2 separate regions of the Mus musculus genome follow, and region 1 is linked to region 2. A link is a contact called in public Hi-C data. All regions are on one chromosome and are shown on one strand. Each heading gives the region's core, a stretch centred on a gene start, on an enhancer-like site or on the middle of the called end of the contact. The rest is flanking DNA. Distances are from core to core; before and after follow the strand shown. Region 1 overlaps Slc35f3 (solute carrier family 35, member F3). Region 2 overlaps Gm46072 (a long non-coding RNA gene).

What was found. Hi-C and Micro-C count contacts between places; a contact is called where the count stands out from the background.
Region 1: a contact with region 2 is called in a Hi-C map of cerebral cortex, with 2.5 times the contacts expected there. The contact joins two enhancer-like sites. A contact is called at or near these places in 15 of 484 Hi-C or Micro-C datasets (the Patski cell line, Sertoli cells, cerebellar granule neurons and 9 more).

The regions. Positions count from the first base shown.
Region 1 is chr8:126,256,741-126,259,502 of GRCm38.p6, forward strand. All of the region lies in intron 2 of Slc35f3 (solute carrier family 35, member F3), which reads left to right. Among named protein-coding and RNA genes, the nearest start is that of Gm31165, 34 kb to the right of the region's middle. Within about 2 kb of position 1,386, at least 6 of the 459 cell types and tissues checked have an H3K27ac peak or open chromatin away from gene starts, as enhancers often do. A contact at or near this core is called in cerebral cortex, where this site is marked.
Region 2 is chr8:126,095,357-126,098,310 of GRCm38.p6, forward strand. All of the region lies in intron 1 of Gm46072 (a long non-coding RNA gene), which reads left to right. Among named protein-coding and RNA genes, the nearest start is that of Gm46072, 24 kb to the left of the region's middle. Within about 2 kb of position 1,460, at least 8 of the 459 cell types and tissues checked have an H3K27ac peak or open chromatin away from gene starts, as enhancers often do. A contact at or near this core is called in cerebral cortex, where this site is marked.

The DNA.
Region 1 (2,762 bases), core at 136-2,635, 160 kb after region 2:
GAGCCCTGTGCGCCCTTTGCTGGTTTTACAAAGTAATGACAAGCCAACCCTCGGGAGACCAGGATTTAAAAGCTGCGAGCAGGAACTGATAGGAATAGCTTCTCCAGGACTCTTATTTTGCTAACTGAAGAAATGCATAATGGGGTTTGTCACCCGTGACAACTGTAGGGCATGTAGGAAGAGGCTGACAACGCCCCTCCTTTTAAGCCCCTGTAGAGATCAATGTGTATGGGGAGGGGATTTGGGGGTGAGGAGCTTGGAGTGGCAAGGCCGCATTTTCATAGCACTTAAGACCATTCAAGGTCCTTGCCATGGCTTTTGTGGATTAATCTGTGTCTAGTGCTATGTGTCTTTGTAATAAGAAACAAGACCCAAGCATGCTCCTTTCTCTCCCATGTTAATCAAGTCAGAATTCATCCTTAAGCCAGAGAATCCCAAAGGAACCTCAAACCCAGTTCCCCTCGATTACACTTGAGGGTTGCAGCCAATGTTTAACTATGACTGAGGAGTTTATAATTGGCATTCTGTGGCTGTCTGTATGGTGCTCCCAGTCCCTCAGAGGTCCCATGAACTTAGGATAATTACCATGTGTAAACCCCTCAGCCCAATGACAGAACGGTGACCCCATCATCAAACTAAAGCTCTTGCATTGGGGCTGGGACGTGGAGGGATTGGATAGAGCCGGTCCATCTGGAGAGGCGGCCTGCCTGCCTGCCTTTCCAGGAAATTTCCTCTGTGGGCGAAGCTCTGCAGACACTCCCAGCTGGCAGCGAGGAGCCCAAGGTCTGTGAGGTATTTTAAGAACCTTGGAAAGTGTCACCAAGGGACACGGGGTTTCTTTTGTGCATTGTCCTCTCATGGAAAAAGAATTTTAAGAACTGATACAGAAGGGAACTCGAGGACAGCAATTTTGAACGGGGGAAAAAAAAGAGAACACAGGTGGAGGCTGGGAGGAGGGAGGGGGGAAGTTACACTTTCTGAGTTCCAGCTCCTGAACGTGGCAGGTTCAGAACAGGGCATCTGTGCTGAGAGTCTCTAGGGCAGGCGAGGTTCACTCACGAAGGGAGCCGAGAGGGGCAGATGAGGTGCACTCGGGAAGGGGGCATTGCTCCGCCTGCTTCCGGTCCTGTTTCTCATCACCTCTCAGCCCTAGGTTGGTCTTGTCAGGTGTCTTAGTTTGCTTGCTGAGAAAAGACCCAATAAGAGCAAGTTAAGGAAGGAGGGTTTCTCTAGGCTCACTCTTGGAGGGATACCATCCATTGTGACAGAAGGATGTGGCAGCAGAGGTGACAGACAGCAGTCAGGAAGCAGAGAGACATGAAGGCCTCCGCTCAGCTCACCTCCTCCTCCCAGACCCTCCGCCCATGGAATGGCACCCCGACATCTAAAGGCAGTAGAGTAGCCTCTCCTCAGATTCGTGCACGTTCATCCCTGGAGGTGATGTCCTATGCAGAGAGAGCTACTGCTATTTTCAGAAGCAAAACCGAACTACCAGTGCGGAACAAGAGACTTAACTAAGGTTTGGGTCTGAGTGTGGAGTTGGCAAGAGGAAGTTTCATCACTCCTGTTCACAGGCACCAGGTGGCGCTGACTGCACGTCTTCGCAGCCCGGCTTCCTCGGGTTGCTAAGCAGCGGTCGGGAGGGGCGTGGTCCTTTGGAGCCCCCGACGCGCATTTGGGGCTTTTGTTTGTTGCTGTTTATAAAGGGAAACTTTAAAGGGCAATCCTGTCATGTTGGTATAAAAGCGGAGCTGAGATGTGAGTGGCTAAAGTGCCCCACAAGGATGAGGACGTGAGCTCCAATCCCCAATTCCCTCAACTCAAGTAGTAGTGTCTGCAATACCTGGCCTTGCCTCTTCCTTGAATCATGAACCAGAATAAATCTTTCTTCCCTTAAGCTCCTTGTCATATACTGGGTCACAGAGATAAGAAAAGTAGCTGATAGAACAGTCATAATGATATTATCATTGGTAAATGGGAGTTGGGATCCATTGTGCATGATATAAAAGTAAGGTTTAACCTCTGCTCATAAAGTCTTCAAAGTCAGGGGGGTGTGCTACCAGGAAGCCATGGCTGTTCATGTCCTTCTGGGAATAACAGTAACAAGTCAGCTGCCATGTGTAGGGCATCTGCTGAGACCTAGGAATGTGTATGATATGTTTGCCCAGAACTTTGTGCGTGGTGCACATGCACTGTGCCCCTCCCTTGCCAAGGACCACGGCACACTTACATTCCAGAAGATGAAAAGCTGTGCTCAGAGCAGTCAGGTCATCCTGCACAGCTGCAGCCACATTCACGAAGCAGTGCAAGAGACCACACCTGGCTAGGCAGGTGTCCTGGGTCTCAGTTTGCCAATGCAGGAGGAGCTTGAAGCCTGGTCCCCCGGCCCCCCCACCCCACCCCACCCCCGTCTCCTTCCCCTCTGCCAGAGTCACGGCTGTGTGTGAGTGAACCCCACACCCAGCTGTAAACTCAGTCTTGCTTACATTCTCTACATTGATCCTCCTTAAGATCCATAATCAGGAATCGGTTACTTAAGCATTTACTTGGAGCTTACTAAATCCAATCAGTTTGCATATCTGAAAATCTTGTTTTTACATTGCTTAAGGTAGTCTCAAGCAACTTCCTGGGATTCTTTCTACCTGCCAAGCAGGAAATGCTGAATTTTTAAAAAAACATTAATTATTTAAACTTTTTTAGTTAATTTCTATGATTTTGAGACAGAATCTCACTCTGTAGCCTGAGCTGGCCTTGAACTCATA
Region 2 (2,954 bases), core at 210-2,709:
GATGGCTTCTGAGACATGGTGGCTCCCCTCCAAACACTTGCTGAAGGAATGAAGATGGGAAATAAATGGATGCCTTTTTCAGTTGAGGCAAAAAATAAATAAATAAATTATTCAATAGGTAACGCTTCAGGAATTGTGTGCCAGAAGAGCAGAGAACATGAATTGTTGTTTTTAATGTGCATATGTAAATGTGTAGTGCATGTTGTTCATGTTTAAGAATGTACATGCATGGGAGCATGTGTACACATGTGGAAGTGCACATATATGCATACACATGTGAAAACAAGAGGACAGCCTTGGTACCATCCTCAGAAATCTCTCTTATTCTCTTGGCTTGAGAAGTGTTAGCAGAAACTCAGGATAAAGAACAAATATCTATTTCTTTTTAGCCCATTGGGTATTTGCTGAAATGCAAAGTTAGGTGACAAAGTCAGTGCTGGTATTTTATTACTGATTTATTTTATTTTATTTTTTTATTTTATTTTATTTTATTTTATTTTATTTTATTTTATTTTATTTTATTTTATTTTATTTTATTTTGATGCAGGGTTTATCTGTGTAGCCCTGGCTATCCTGGGACTTTATAGACCAGGCTGGCACCAAAATCAGAGAGGGAGGAGGGCGGGGGCAGCACTTGTCTAATGTGTGAGCTCCCAGGACGACCCCCATCCCTGTAGACTATAAACATACACAGAGCTATGACACCACCCGAAGCCCTCCTCTGTAGTGAGCCCACCAGTCTCTTGACAGGAGCTTATCACTCTTCAGCACCATCCTAGAAGGCACGGCTGATGCAAGGTCTGGGATGAAGTGGCTGCGCATCCTGATGGCCTAGAGGGAAGCTTGAGGTTGTGTTGTGCCTCAGGGGGACAGCAAGCTTTGTACAGAGGGTGGGGACCCTGTTCCAGGCACCCTGTTTCTGTGCCTTCGCCTGCCTGACTGTGTAGTTCTCTGGGAGCCGGTTCGTGTGGTTTTAGGTAAGGAGCCTGGTAGTCAGTGCAACCAGCCCAGCAAGTGCCTGGTCTCCTGGAGAGGAGCAAGAGTTCTCCCATCAGGACCCTGCCCAGCAGGGACTTGCAGGGGCTTACTTATCTTGCCTACAGGTGACCTGTAACCAGAGTTCCCAGGCTGGCGGGCAGGAAGGAGAAAGCATGTTCCTGGTTTCTTGTATGGCAACATTGTTTCCAATTCCTCTGCCTGACACCCACTCTTTCTGCTAAATATTTTAAGTGGAGGTAGCAACTCAAAAGAGATGTTCTATTCCTCCTCTGTAATTTCCTTCTTACTTTGTGTTCTGTTTTCTCCTCTCTCCTCCCAAACGTATACAGGCAACCTTAATTCTGAAAGAAATAAGCATGAGGCTTGTAAATTATCTAAAGCTCACACTTTCCCTCTTCCTCCTCTCTGAGCCACCGGCTGAGTGTCGGGGGTGGGGTGTTCTAGGGAGGGACAGAACTGACAGACTGCATATGCGTGGAGCTTGGCTTACACTGTGTGGGCTGCGCAGCACAGCAGCATCGCTATCCACGTTTTAGAGAGACTGAGACCAGTGGCCACTCAGTTGGCAAGGCCAGCGCCTCAGAACTCCCAGTATGGTGCTGGAGACACTACTGATCTTCAGTCCTTCTTGTAAGGATGTAGAAGCTGAGTCACAATATCACTGAAGGACAGCGGTGGCTGCAGCTGCAGCAACCTGGTGCTCACTAGCAGGATAGATGTGGGCAGGGAAAGACAGATCATTTTCTTCTGAGGCCATCTTTCTATCTTCTCCCTGTTCATCCTTCCTGGAAATGCCCACACAGATCAGCACAGAGTCTGTCTCACTTAATTCCAGACCCAGTTAAACTGACAAGGAAGATCAGCCGTCACTCCTACCCAATGCTAACCACTGTTCAGCCCACTTCAAGAACCTCCAGAGTATAAAGGGTAGGAGAAGGTGGGAGGGCTGACTTGTCCTCTCAGGATGTGGCAGGTAGGTGTATGTGGGTGGACAGATTACAGGACTTGAGGAAGAATGGAGCCAGAACCCAGCGGATGGTTTTGAAGCCCTGAATTGGTTACTTTGACATAGCTATGAGGAATCAAAGAGCGAATTAACGAAGGAAAGGCCTATTTGGGTTCAGTGCTTCACCACAGGGAGGGTCACAGCAAGCAGCCCACGGCACCACATCCAGGAAGCAGAGAGCAAGACAGGAAATGGCTAGGTATAACCAGTTCCAGGTGACCTCCTTCCTTCTGCTCAGTCAGCTCCCATAACCATCCTCACGGGAGTGGAGGTATTCTGAAGAGAGGCATTGCGTCCCACACTTTGGCCATCAGACTATTAAAGTAATAGTCTCCAAGAAATTTGAATTTCCTAGGAGTATCTTCTTGGGGGAAGGGCAAGGATGCAGCCTGGCGCCAGTGAGAGGGACAACTTGTCTCCCAGGAAGAGATGTCACACAGCTCTGACAACCTGTCAGATCGCTGTGCAGGGCAGGAGCTGAGAGCAAGGTCAGCGATGGGCGGAACCACACTTGACCAGCATGGCTTAGCTATGCACACACGCCCTCAATTCAATCCAAACCTCCTGTCAGGACTCTGATGATGAACTTGGGGGTCACTGCACCCCTTTGTTCCTCTTCCCAACATTGCTTGTCTCTTGTCTGTTTAATTGGCCTAGGGAGGACAGGGGTGCAGTCTAGCTTTTTATGGCTCCCAGGGCCCGGGTTATAAACATAACAGCTCTGGTCATACCATCTCTTGTTTCCAGAACTTCTCTCTCAATTTGGACCAACTACTCAAATCAGGAGGCTAGGGTGGGCTTTTTCCTATTCAAACAGTGATATCCTCTTAGCTCTCGTCAGAGCTAAACTGGATCTGAATCCGTGACAGCTCACTAGTCTCAAGATGTCAAGAGACTCCTGACTCCAGACTTAATCTAACACCTTCTAGCCTTCCCAATCTGGCAATTG